Regions from separate parts of the Rattus norvegicus genome. Here region 1 is linked to region 2. Evidence: chromatin contacts called from public Hi-C data. All regions are on one chromosome and are shown on one strand. Each heading gives the region's core, a stretch centred on a gene start, on an enhancer-like site or on the middle of the called end of the contact. The rest is flanking DNA. Distances are from core to core; before and after follow the strand shown.

Evidence for each region. Hi-C and Micro-C count contacts between places; a contact is called where the count stands out from the background.
Region 1: a Hi-C map of liver shows a contact between it and region 2, with 3 times the contacts expected there. The contact joins the promoter of Hnrnpa0 here to the promoter of Rmi1 in region 2. A contact is called at or near these places in 2 of 12 Hi-C or Micro-C datasets (hepatocytes and liver) and 1 of 1 datasets of contacts at active chromatin or transcription factors (oligodendrocytes).

What each region holds. Positions count from the first base shown.
Region 1 is chr17:6,510,445-6,516,451 of GRCr8, reverse strand. It overlaps Hnrnpa0 (heterogeneous nuclear ribonucleoprotein A0), which reads right to left and starts at 3,323. Exons shown (of 1, transcript NM_001400783.1): 1 at 666-3,323. The coding sequence starts at 3,083. The coding sequence ends at 2,160.
Region 2 is chr17:6,266,191-6,271,644 of GRCr8, reverse strand. Rmi1 (RecQ mediated genome instability 1) reads left to right here and starts at 2,394. Exons shown (of 3, transcript NM_001400626.1): 1 at 2,394-2,628. Hnrnpk (heterogeneous nuclear ribonucleoprotein K) reads right to left here and starts at 405. Exons shown (of 15, transcript NM_057141.1): 1 at 321-405. The coding sequence starts at 378.

The DNA.
Region 1 (6,007 bases), core at 2,074-4,573, 240 kb before region 2:
ACCGCCAACACTGATCTGTTAATAGACCTGGAACTGTGGGATCTTATGGAATTTTAAGTCATCCACTACCTTTTTACAAGTCACTTACTGAAAAACTGACCACCTCACATGTGACAATCTTCCACAATACCTAACAGCTCAGTTTTTTCATCAAATATAACCTTAAATCAGAGGTTAACGTGAGTTTTAGATCTTTTCCTGTACCCTAGAGGGATCCCAAAGAGCCTGCATTAGATCTTCAAGTGTAGTTTCAAGCAGGAATTTAAGGGAAGAATGGTGAAAAAGAAGTTCATGCAATTCTTACTTTCATGTGCAAACACACCCCTACACTGTCGACTGTTAAATTCTTGGACCGAGCATCAGCTATGGTTCACTGCACTGGGCAAACCAGCCTAACGTTGGCCCTCTCCTACCTTTGTAAGAGCCTTAGTAATTACAGTATTTTGGCTAGAGTCTGATCTTAGAAATTATAGAAAACTTAAAATGTGGAGGTTCCCACATAAAATATTTTAAAATGTGAAAAAAAAAAATCTTCCCAAAAGCTTGCTACTATAAGGCTTTGGGCTTTCAAACTGAGCCGGATTCTTACCATACCATTAAACCCAGCAAGTTAACTGGTACTCTGAACCCACCCACCAGGTTATACATACTCTCACTCGATCATGTAAGAATTGAAGTCTTTATTTGTGATATCCATAAACGTTGCTATTCTATGTTTCTATTCAGGAAGGCAATTTTCTCCTATTATCAGTGTTTGTTTTTTTTTTTATAAACAACAACTTGAATTCTATTGCATGAAGGGCTACAAATACACGTTAACCAAGCAGAATACAGATATTTTGTTTTACAACTTGCACCTAAAACCCCAGTACACACAGCTGCTTCAGTAGCTATCAGAGCAGTTTGGGGCTACTGCCCAAGCTATGCATAGCAGTTTACATATTCAAATCTCACGTAGAAAAGCGACTGATCACGGGCTGTTAACTACACTCCTGGGAAGCCCGTCTCAGCTACAAGTAAATGCGGACCTTTCAAGTCTGCAGACTTCTGGTGGCAAACTGCTAAATCTGATGAAATTGGTTTTTTTAAACCAACTTTCTTGCAGCTATACTGCCACTCTACCAGCAGATGGTGCTACATCGGTTGGACTTAAAAGGACAAAGTTCAGACTTAGGGAAGAAACGGTTTTTTTTAAACCTGCTCTGAAAATACATCTTAAAAAAACTCATTTAGTGTTAGGGTAAAATAGAACCCTTATTTGTAACCATTCATTACAGACAAACCAATAAGGGTGAAACTAGGTCATCTAAAAAAGTTTTAAACAGTTTATATGAATGAGAACACATGCTTTAAACACAAACTGTTTCTTTTAAAACTACACAGTACATATTTTGAGTAAATTCTCAGAGAAAGAAGAACCAACCATGTCAAGATGATAAGCAAACCGCTTATTACAGAGATGGATGCACAGAAACTGAACAGCCACATCCACCACTTCAAAACGTTTTGTCTGTAAAAGGTTAAATTCAACACATCACTAACTGGGCAAACAGGAAGGAGAAAAAAAAAAGAACCCACAAGACCTCCTTGAAGCTTCTCAAAGTACACATCAAAACCTAACAAAAATTTCCTTTAAAACGGTAAGGAGTGGATCCTAGAAAAAAAATGTTAGACATGTACGGTCAAACACAATGATTTATTAAAAATAAAACGTAAAAATGATTTTTGTACATATGCTTCCAAATTTCAGGCATGGGATCCAAGTAGGTTTCATAGAAAACGCTGTAGCCAGGTATCAAGTCCTTACAACAAAGTAAACTACCCTCCCACCCAACCCCCACCCCGGTTTTGCTACAGAATCAGCAAGTTCAGCCCCCCGCCCGCCGCCCCCCCAAAAAACACAAATTAAAACGAGACATCTTGCTAGTATAAAAACGACCAAGGTCCAAGTAATAATAAAAAAATAGAGTCCATCAATGACTGTAACACAAAAATGTGTGTGTGGGGCCGAGTCCACCTTCGGGGGGACGGGGACGGGCAGGCAAGCGGGGGTCGCGCCCCCCGGGGTGAGCGGCTCTCCCGGGGGCACCTGGGGTGGGCGCGGAGGGCGAGGGAGGCCGCGCCTGCCGCCGCCGCCGCTGGCATCCGGAACCCGGCTTCTAGAACGAGCCTCCGCCGTAGCCGCCGCCGCCGCCGCCGCCGTAGCCGCCTCTGTACGGTCCACTGTTGCTGCGGCCGCCCCAGCTGCCGCCGCCTCCGCCTCCGCCTCCGCCGCTCTTCATCGGCCCGTACGAGGACTGGTGCTGGCTGTAGCTGCCGAAGCCGCCGAAGCCGTTGCCGTAGTCGCTGCCGCCGTACGAGCCGCCGCCGCCGCCGCCCCCGTAGGCGCCGTAGCCCCCGTAGCCGCCGTAGCTGTTGTAGCCGCCGCCGCCGCCCTTGGCCAGCCCGTTCTGGTCTCGGCCGCCGCCGCCTCCCCCGCCGCCGCCGCGGCCCCGGCCGCCGCCGCGCCCGCCCCGGGCCGCCCGCGCGCCCCCGCCGCCCGCGTGGATATCCTCCTTGGGCACCGCCTTCTTCACCTCCACGCGGTGGCCCTGGATCGGGTGGAACTTGACCACCGCCGCCTTGTCGGCCGCGTCGTGGCTCTGGAAGTAGACGAAGCCGAAGCCGCGCTTCTTGCCGGACTGCTTGTCGGCGATGATCTCCGCCTTCTCCACGGCGCCGAACTGCGAGAAGTGCTCGATCAGGTCGCCCTCCGCCACGTCGCCCTTGAGGCCGCCCACGAACAGCTTCTTCACCTTGGCGTGGGCCCCGGGCCGCGCCGAATCCTCGCGCGACACGGCGCGCTTCAGCTCCACCGTGTTGCCGTCCACCGCGTGCGGCGACGCGGCCATGGCGGCGTCCGCCTCCTCCACGTTCGAGTAGGTCACGAAGCCGAAGCAGCGGGAGCGCTTCGTCTGGGGGTTCACCACCACCACGCAGTCCGTCAGCGTCCCGAAGGCCTCGAAGTGGCCGCGCAGCCCCGACTCACTCGTCTGCACGTTCAGGCCGCCGATGAACAGCTTGCACAGCTGCGAGTTCTCCATGTCGGACGCCCGGGCCCTGCCCCCGCCCTGCGCGCTCCGCGGCGTCGCCGTCGCCGTTAAGCGGTCGCCGAGGCCTCGTCAGAGCCCGGGCCCGGCCGCCGCCGCCGCCGGCGGGGAAGGGGCGGGAGGGGGAGGGAAGGGGCGCGCTGCCGGCCCGAGGGCGAGCCGAGGACGCTGGAACCCTACCAGGGCCGCCGCGGCCGCCACCTCCGCTCCCCTATCAGGACACCACACAAAGAGGCCGCTGAAGGCGCGCGCACCCTCCCCGCGCGGTGCGTCACCAGCGACGCCGGGCCGCCAGCCAATCGCCTCCGCGCTCGCCTTAGTCCCGCCTACCGCGCCGCAGCGCCGCTCTAGGCCGCGGCCTCCCCGCCCTCCGCGGTTTCCGTCCCGGCCTCGGGCTCCTTGGCGTCTGCCGCTTCTTCCGCCTCCACGCTCGCCCTCGACGCGGTGCTGCAGCACCCCGGAGACGGCCCGCCAAAGCCCTCCGCGCGCGTCCGCGGAGCGTTTCCTGTCAGCCGCGCGGCTGTTCCCGCAGCCTTCCCTCCCTCCCTTTGCCGGATCCCCAGGCCCAACTCCTCAGTGGCGTTCGCGCCAGCCCCTTGAGGGACGTGTCCGGATAGCCAATCAGCGACAGAACCTGGATCACACTTCCGTTTTCCGCCGCTGCGGGACGGGCGCGCACCTCTTGAGCGCTGGCCCGGCGCCTCCTGTGCGGAGCTGGCTGTCGCCCGCACGCCTCGTCCTCGCGCGCCCTCGCGGGAATTCTGGCCGTTCCCAACGGATCTGCCCGGGGCCCCGCGCGGGCTTTTTGAAAACTTGACTGTTGGGGCCGGCCCGCACCTGGCGTCAGCTCCCCTCGGGCGGCACAAAGATGGTGGGCCGAGGCCTGACCCCCCAAAGCGGTTATTGGCCGTTTACGGTGGGCTGGTGGCCCGGTTAAGCTAATGTGACTCTTGCCCCGTGCCACTCTGCTCGCCCAAGCGAGTCCGTGAGAAATTAACAACTCCAAAGCCCTTCAGGCCGGGTGACCCAGACAAGGCCCGAGCCCGGCCCGTGGTAGCGGCTAGCGATGCTCCGCCCTGTTCCTCTGCAGCAAACTCCTGCAGACATGTTCCGTGCGAGCCAGCCAGTGTTTAATCTGCCCCTTCTGAACGCTGCTACCTTTGAGACGGGCTTTATTCAGCCCAGGCTGACCTCGAACTCATGGGATATTAGCCCCCCCAAGCATGTTCTATGAAGTTTTCACATTTTTATTACGTTCTCACCACCATCCCTCCTGTGGTTTGGGAATATAAAGTCAGGGCTTCACGAATCAGAGTTGTGTCCCCAGCAACCCCTTTCCCGTTACTTTCCATCTTCCTCATTCGGGTGCACCTCTGTGCCCTGCTGCCAGCTTCGTGAACACATACAGCCATTTTACCAACTTTATTCAATATAGCTAGATTAAAAACTGTCGGGTACAGTGCTTAGTGTTCACAGACAAGATCTCGATTTCTACAGTGTCTCAGGGTTTCTCTTGCTGCAACGAAAACACCATGACCAAAAAGCAAGCTGGGAAGGAAAGGGTTTATTTGGTTTCCATCTCCCCTTCATAGTCCATCATTGGAGGAAGTCAGGAACTCAAGCAAGACTAGAACCAGGAGGGGGGGATGATGCTTACTGGCTCGATTCACATGGCTTGCTCGGCCTGCTTTCTTATAGAACACAGGACCACCAAGGATGGCACCCACCACCCAAAGTGAGCTAGGCCTTCCCCATTGATCAACTAGTTGAGAAAATGCCCTCTAGCCGAATTTCACGGCATTTCCTCAACTGAAGCTCCTTTCTCTCCGATGGCTCTTACCTTCTGTCAAGTTGACACACAAAATCAGCCAGTACATACAACAAGGAAAACGTGGGGCTCCCCCCCGCCCCCATTTTAAAATAAACTTGAGGGCTGAAGAGATGGCTCACTGGTTAGCAGCACTTGCTGTTTCCAGAGGACCTGAGTTCTGGTCAGTTCCCAGCACCCTGGTGAGAGCTTCCGCCCTAATGGAAGCTCTGGCCTCTGCACACACCCCTGCACTCATGTGCATATGCAGACACCCGCACCTATACATGATGTTTAAAACATTTTAAGTAATGGTTTTTAAGACCGTAGCTTTATTGCCCCAAAATTGTACGCCAGGATTGGATTCAAGCGGCAGGTCGGGTGGGGTGTGCATCACGGTGTTTGAACACGGGAGGGCTAAAATAGCACAGCAAGCAGAAAGTTCAAGGCAAGGAGCTGTTTGGTGTTCGTCTGGAGTTACAGATGATTTAAAGCCACCATGTGGGCGCCGGGAATCCAACCCGAGCAGCCAGTGCTGTTAACTTCTGAGTCATTTCTCTGGCCTCAGGTCTTTTTTTTTTTTTTTTTTTTTTAATCGATTTTGCCTTTTGACAGTTTATGATTATTCTCTCCCACCCGTGTCAACCCAGCTCTTCCTTATGGTCCCTTTCTCGGATTCATGCCGATTTTATTTTCCTGACCATTTAGTTTAACCAGGACTTTCTTTTGACTATTGAGTTGGACCTATGCACTGGAGCCTGGTGGGGCCACCTGTGAGTACACAAAGACAACAGCCCCCTCTTCTTGAATATGTCAGTGACAAATAGGTCCAAAGTGAGGGTAGGAACCCTCGAGTCCCTATGCCACCCCTGCCTCACTGCGTTTGAGCCAACTCTTGGGCAGACCTCAGGCGGGCATCCACAGCTGCTGTCAGTTGCGATTACAACAGCTGTGTGTGGACTAGAGGATGGTATTTTACAGTCCACACACCACACACACACACACACACACACACACACACACACACACACACACACCTTAGAAGGCATTCTACCAGATTATTATGGTGCTTGAGTAAACTCTTATTTTCTCCTACCCCAGAAGGGCCTTC
Region 2 (5,454 bases), core at 1,145-3,644:
TAAATCCCCAAGAAGAGGTAGCTGAAACCACGTTTTTAAGTCCCTGTCTTTGTCTTCTTCCTTCCTAACATCAAAGACCTTATTTTAATAAATATATTAAAGGATTAAAAATGGTGGGTGGAAAAAAATTGTACTGGTTTCTAACCAGTACAAGAAAAGGTTACTTCTTTTCATAAAAACGAAGATGTAACATACAAACTCGAGACTACAGAATTAAAATCTATGTAAGAGGTAAACAGAACATACCAAACGTGATATTGATGGTGAAAAGTAACGGAACAGAAAATATACAATTGATTAGAATTAAAGTATCTCCTCACCAAATTCACCATTGGTTTCGGTGTTAGGGAAGGTTTCTTCTGGCTGTTCGGTCTCCATTTTCTTGAACTAAATGGATCCACCAATCTGTTAAAAAATAAAAGAAGCTAGCTTGTATATTTGGCTTATCAGAAAGCAAAGACTATTTTGTTTACAATTTTTAAAAACTATACAAATTGAGAGACAGGTGTAATGGATTCCTTTTAGACTATTCAGACTGTCTCAATGAAACAAAAGTCTAACCACTTCCACCACCAAAACCTCCCCCCCCAAAGAAATAAAACATCAGTAATTCTGTCCTCAGCAACTTGCTTCATTTCATTACAACGGAAAAGCCAGCCGACTTAAAATTTTGTTCACAAGACTAATTCTTGAAAAGACCAAGTCTTATCACAAAGCTAGGACTAGTAGTTACTTGTGCCCCCACCCCTGTCGTGACTGACACTAATCAATTAAATCTGCCAACCTCACAAAACCTAACGGCAAATACAAACTACATTAAACTTTCACACAGAGAAATCTAAAATTCTGATTAAGGCACCAGATTGATATTACTACCACAGTTATCGCAAAGCCACGGAGCCTTTAACCACCAGCACCACTATTTTAAGTGATGTTAGAAAGGCTGCCTCCCAACAATTTCGCCTCTTATTCAACTCTCCAAGACTGCAACCAAAGCGCTACAACTGGTCCGGTCAACTTGTGGTCCTACCAAACCAAGGACTAGCACAGAATATCACGGGTATCGCACTTATGACTTCTCCTATTCCAAAACGCCGGCTGCAAGTGTCTGTCACCCTGACGGTGACTTGAAACGCCGAGCCCGGTTACTCTGCTCAAGCTCCAGCTGCGAGGGCAAAGGGGTTCAAGCAAATGAGCACCAGGGTCTACGCAAGATAGTCGAGCCCTCGCCCTGTAGCCGCGGTCCCCGAAACCCGCTAGCACTAACAGGTCCGCCGAGCGACAGACAGCACGCGTCGTCCTCCCGCCCACGGCCCGGCCCCACGAAGCGCCCCGCTACCGTCGCCGAGCGGCGCGCCGAGGCTCTCCTCACCCGGACCCGACAGGAAATGGCGGCCCGCGTAATGGCGACTACGTGCGACTAGGCGGAGTCGCGCGAGACCCCCCTCCCCCACCCAGCACGCGGGCTCGCGAGCGCCCGTCCCCCGCACCTCCCCCACTGCCCGAGACAAAGCAGCCGCGGGAGCCGCGGCCGCCCCATCCGCCCCGCCGCGCAGCACCCCCACCTGGGGGAGGGAGGCCCACGCTGTGGAGGGACAAAGAGGGCGGCGGGGGCGCCGCGGCGCACGACACCCGCGAGCCCACCGGCCAGCCCGGCGCTCCCTCCACACTGGGCGCCCGGGTCCTAAGCCCACAGGCCTTTCCCCACCGGCCCCTGACACCATCTAGCCCCAGCACGCCAACTGCAGAGGCACGCTCGGGGAAATGGCGGCGGTGGGGGAGGGGAGCCCGGGCAACGTTCCCCGGCCGGCCATGACCGGCCCGAGCGCCCCCACGACAGCCGACTAGGGGTCCGGCCCCGCTCCCGCAAGCGCGGCTCGCCCGGCCTTGCTCACCGCGCGAGTCCGCCGTTGCCTCCCGGCCGCGCCGCCTCCGACGGTCGGTCACTGCTAGACAGAGAACGAGGACAAACCCCCTCCCACCTCAGCGTCGCGCCCCATTGGCTGCCCAGGCTTCGGCGGTGGTGCGAGGGCGAAGCGATTGGCCCAAGGCCGCGTCAATTACGGCGCCGAGAACCCCGCCTTCCGCCGGCGACTCCCTTTGGGCTGTAAGGCCGCGGGCCTGAGAAAACCCGGGTGTGGGGAGAGCCTGAGCCGCCATCCCGGGGCGCCAACCCGCACCCGGGACTCGCCACCCCGAAGCCCCAATCGCCCCGATACCTACAGGCCGCAATCGAGTGGGAGACGAGCACGACGGCGACGTCTGTGCAGCGGAGAAGCAGAGGATAATGGCGTCTGCAGCGCTGTCGCCTGGAGCGCCCTCCTCCTTTCTCGTTCGCGCACTCTGTAGTGAGGGGGAGGGGAAGTGACAATCCTCTCGCGAGACTTGGGCGGGCTGCTCACGTGTGCGGGGAAAGGGGGCGGCCGCGGGGGATTTTCGAGCCCCGAGGGAGTTGGGCGGGGGCTGGAGGAGGAGGAGGGACGCCCGAGCGCGGCGGATTGGGCGGGAAGAAGTGAAAAGAGAGGGGAAGAGAAAACCCTAGGAACAGGAAAGGGAGAGCACCGGGCGGCGCGCGGCCCCGGGATCACGCTACTGCCGCTGTCGTGCGAGGCGAGGCGGCAAGGCCAGGTCGGTGCTCGGCCCGGGTTCCACCGCTGACCGTCGGGTCTCGCTCGATCCCCCCCTCCCTCCCCGCGCTGCGGACTCTGCGCCCCTCCGCGGCGCCCGGGAAACCCGCTTCGCTAACGGCTCGCCCGGCGGGGAGGGCGGGGGAGGTCTGGAAGCGGCGCCCCTCAGCGCCAACTCTGAGGGGGCCCGAACGCACTTCCGTGTTGGGCCGAGCGTCCGGGCAGCCGCGCTCCTCCCGGGAAAGCTCGCACGCACGCAGGCTGCCCGGCCGCGGCCGGGCCACCGGGGGGAAGGGTCACTGTGGGCGCTCCCCTCCCTACTCACCCTCACGGCGGTCTTCCAACGGCCCCAAAGTCTTGCTGAAGTGTCAAGATGTTCGTCTGTGGAAGCGGTCTCCAGTCAGGGAGGCGTTTGTGCGAGTGCACCCCGTCCTACCCTTCCCTTGAATAATCCCAAAACACGTACAGCTGCACCCTTTTAAATAGCTCTGCCATCTCGCAGTTGAGCCATTCTTTACCTAGCTGGCAGAGGAGACTGGGGACTCGGCGAGGCACAAAGTGAGGGTGGTCTTGCTTTGAGGCAACTTAAGGCATCCCCGACTGTCTCCGGGTTTATTATCTAGATCTCCTGTCCCCGCCTCTCAAATGCTGGCATCGAAAGGGTGTGTCCCCACTCCTGGCTCAAGTTTTAATACCTTGGGTTCTTGAGATGGAGTCTCAAAAGATCCTCTACTTCCCAGGGCCCAGATTAAAGGCGATCACAACCATGGCCAGCTAAATTAGTATTTCTATTACATTTTCCCGCCATGAGGCAGTTTCTCTGCGTAGCCCTGGCTGGCTTGGAACTCAGAGATCCGCCTGCCTCTGCCTTTGCACAGCGTCCACCGCAGCCACCACAACCCGGCTAAAAACTTTTTTTTTTTTCCTTTTTAGTTAAGGGGAAGCGGGAATCTGAAGGAAACTGTTCAGCAGTTTTCTTGACTAGACTCTGGGGAGAGATTGCTTCCTCTAGATTGTGTGGCGGGACTGTTCTTGCCCCCAGCTACACCCGTTTGTTTTCCTCTCTCTCACTTGGTAGGTTTTCTCTTTGAGTAATCAAAATCTGTCTTTTTGCCATCCTTCATTTTCTATTTAGAGTTGGAAGTTTTCATTATTAAAACCCCAGGCTGCCTATCTATCTCACTGGCATAACCCTTAGAGTGTGGAGGCCCCAAACTGGGGTGGCACAACAAAGCCCGTGACAGTTTGCTGCATTTAGTGGCTCTGGCTACGCCGGGAGTTAATGGTTAAATGGTATAGTCCAATACTTTAGTGTCAATTCGGATCCGGTATTACTTAGCTGTGGGATTTATTATCATTTTCCAATAGCTGGCTGGGATAATATTTAAAACACTATAGGCACCATATCCTGAGTTCTCTCCTGTTTGCCACTTTAACAGTTTAATGCTTATTACAGTACTTTGAGTAAGTTGTGGTTGTTTTATGTATGAGGGAGTTTTTTGAAAAGTAGAGTAAACTATGGTGGTTCTTGCCTTTAATTGAAGCAGCTGGGAGGTGGAGCTGCCAAGGCCGCTCCTGATGATGTAAATTTCATCTCTAGAATGGGGGAAGAGAACTGACTCTCAAGTTGAACTCTAAACTCCACACATGCATATATAAGGAAAAATATTGAGGATAAAAACCATATCCAAGGTGACAGAAACAGAGCTGGGTTACACACTCCTAAATGGAATTGTCTCCTTATTTTATTTTTTTTTCCCTCAAGACAGGGCTTCTCTGTGTATCCCTGGCTGGAGCTCCCTCTGTAGACCCAGGCTGTCCTCAATCTCAGCTTCGATTGCCTCTGCCTCCGAGTACTGGGATAAAGAAGTGTGTTGCTGCTGGCCAGTCCGGCTTCATGATCACTTACGTCAGTGCTAATACATCACTTTTTACCTCTGACTTTCTTTTTGGATTACCTTCCAAGAATCCTGAAGTTATCTTGGTGTCTTTAACAAGTCAAAAATAGGTGTTTTTTTCTTTTTTTTAACATATTGGATGTGTGACTGTGCACACATGGCTATACAAGCAAGTGGGAGCCACAGCCAGCCTTGTGGAGTTGGTTCTCTCCTCTACCCATTGGACCATAGGAGTGGACTCATTTATTACGTTTGGTGGCAGGACCTTTACCCTAAGCCATCTTCCTGGCCCAACTTAATTTTTAGAAGAAAATAGAAACATAAAATGAATATAAATATTTGTTACTGATTTAAGATCTCACCTATTGATTGAACATCACATACAATATCTAGGGATAGTATTCTATTAAAAAATTTGAATCTGATTGAAAACTAATCATGGAGTCAAGTATGCCTAAACCTTAGTGGTAAGTAGTAGAATTTTCCTGCTTTGTTCTGTTTTATTCTTAGTAGTTTTTAGAATGTAGATAATGTATTATTAGCAAAATCTATCAGGTACAAAAGTTAATAAGTATTTTTTCTTACCGTAAAATTGGTGAGGACTAAGTTTTGTAATTTTATGTCACTATTATGCTAAGGAAATACTAATATATTTTCATGTCATTGAATAGTTCCTAAAAAAACGTTAGAGCTGGGTGTGATAGTATATTCCTTAATCTTAGAACTTGGAAGGCAGGCCCAGGTAGATCTTTGAGTGTAGACCAGTCTGATCTACATAGCGAGTTCCAAAGCCGCGGAACAGAAAGGCCCTGTCTCAACAAAATAAAACTTCAAGATCTGGAGGGATGGTTCCCGGGCTAAGAACATACACTGCTCTTCCAGAGGGTGGGAGTAACTGACAGCAGTGTGTAACTCCCAATTGCAGGAGT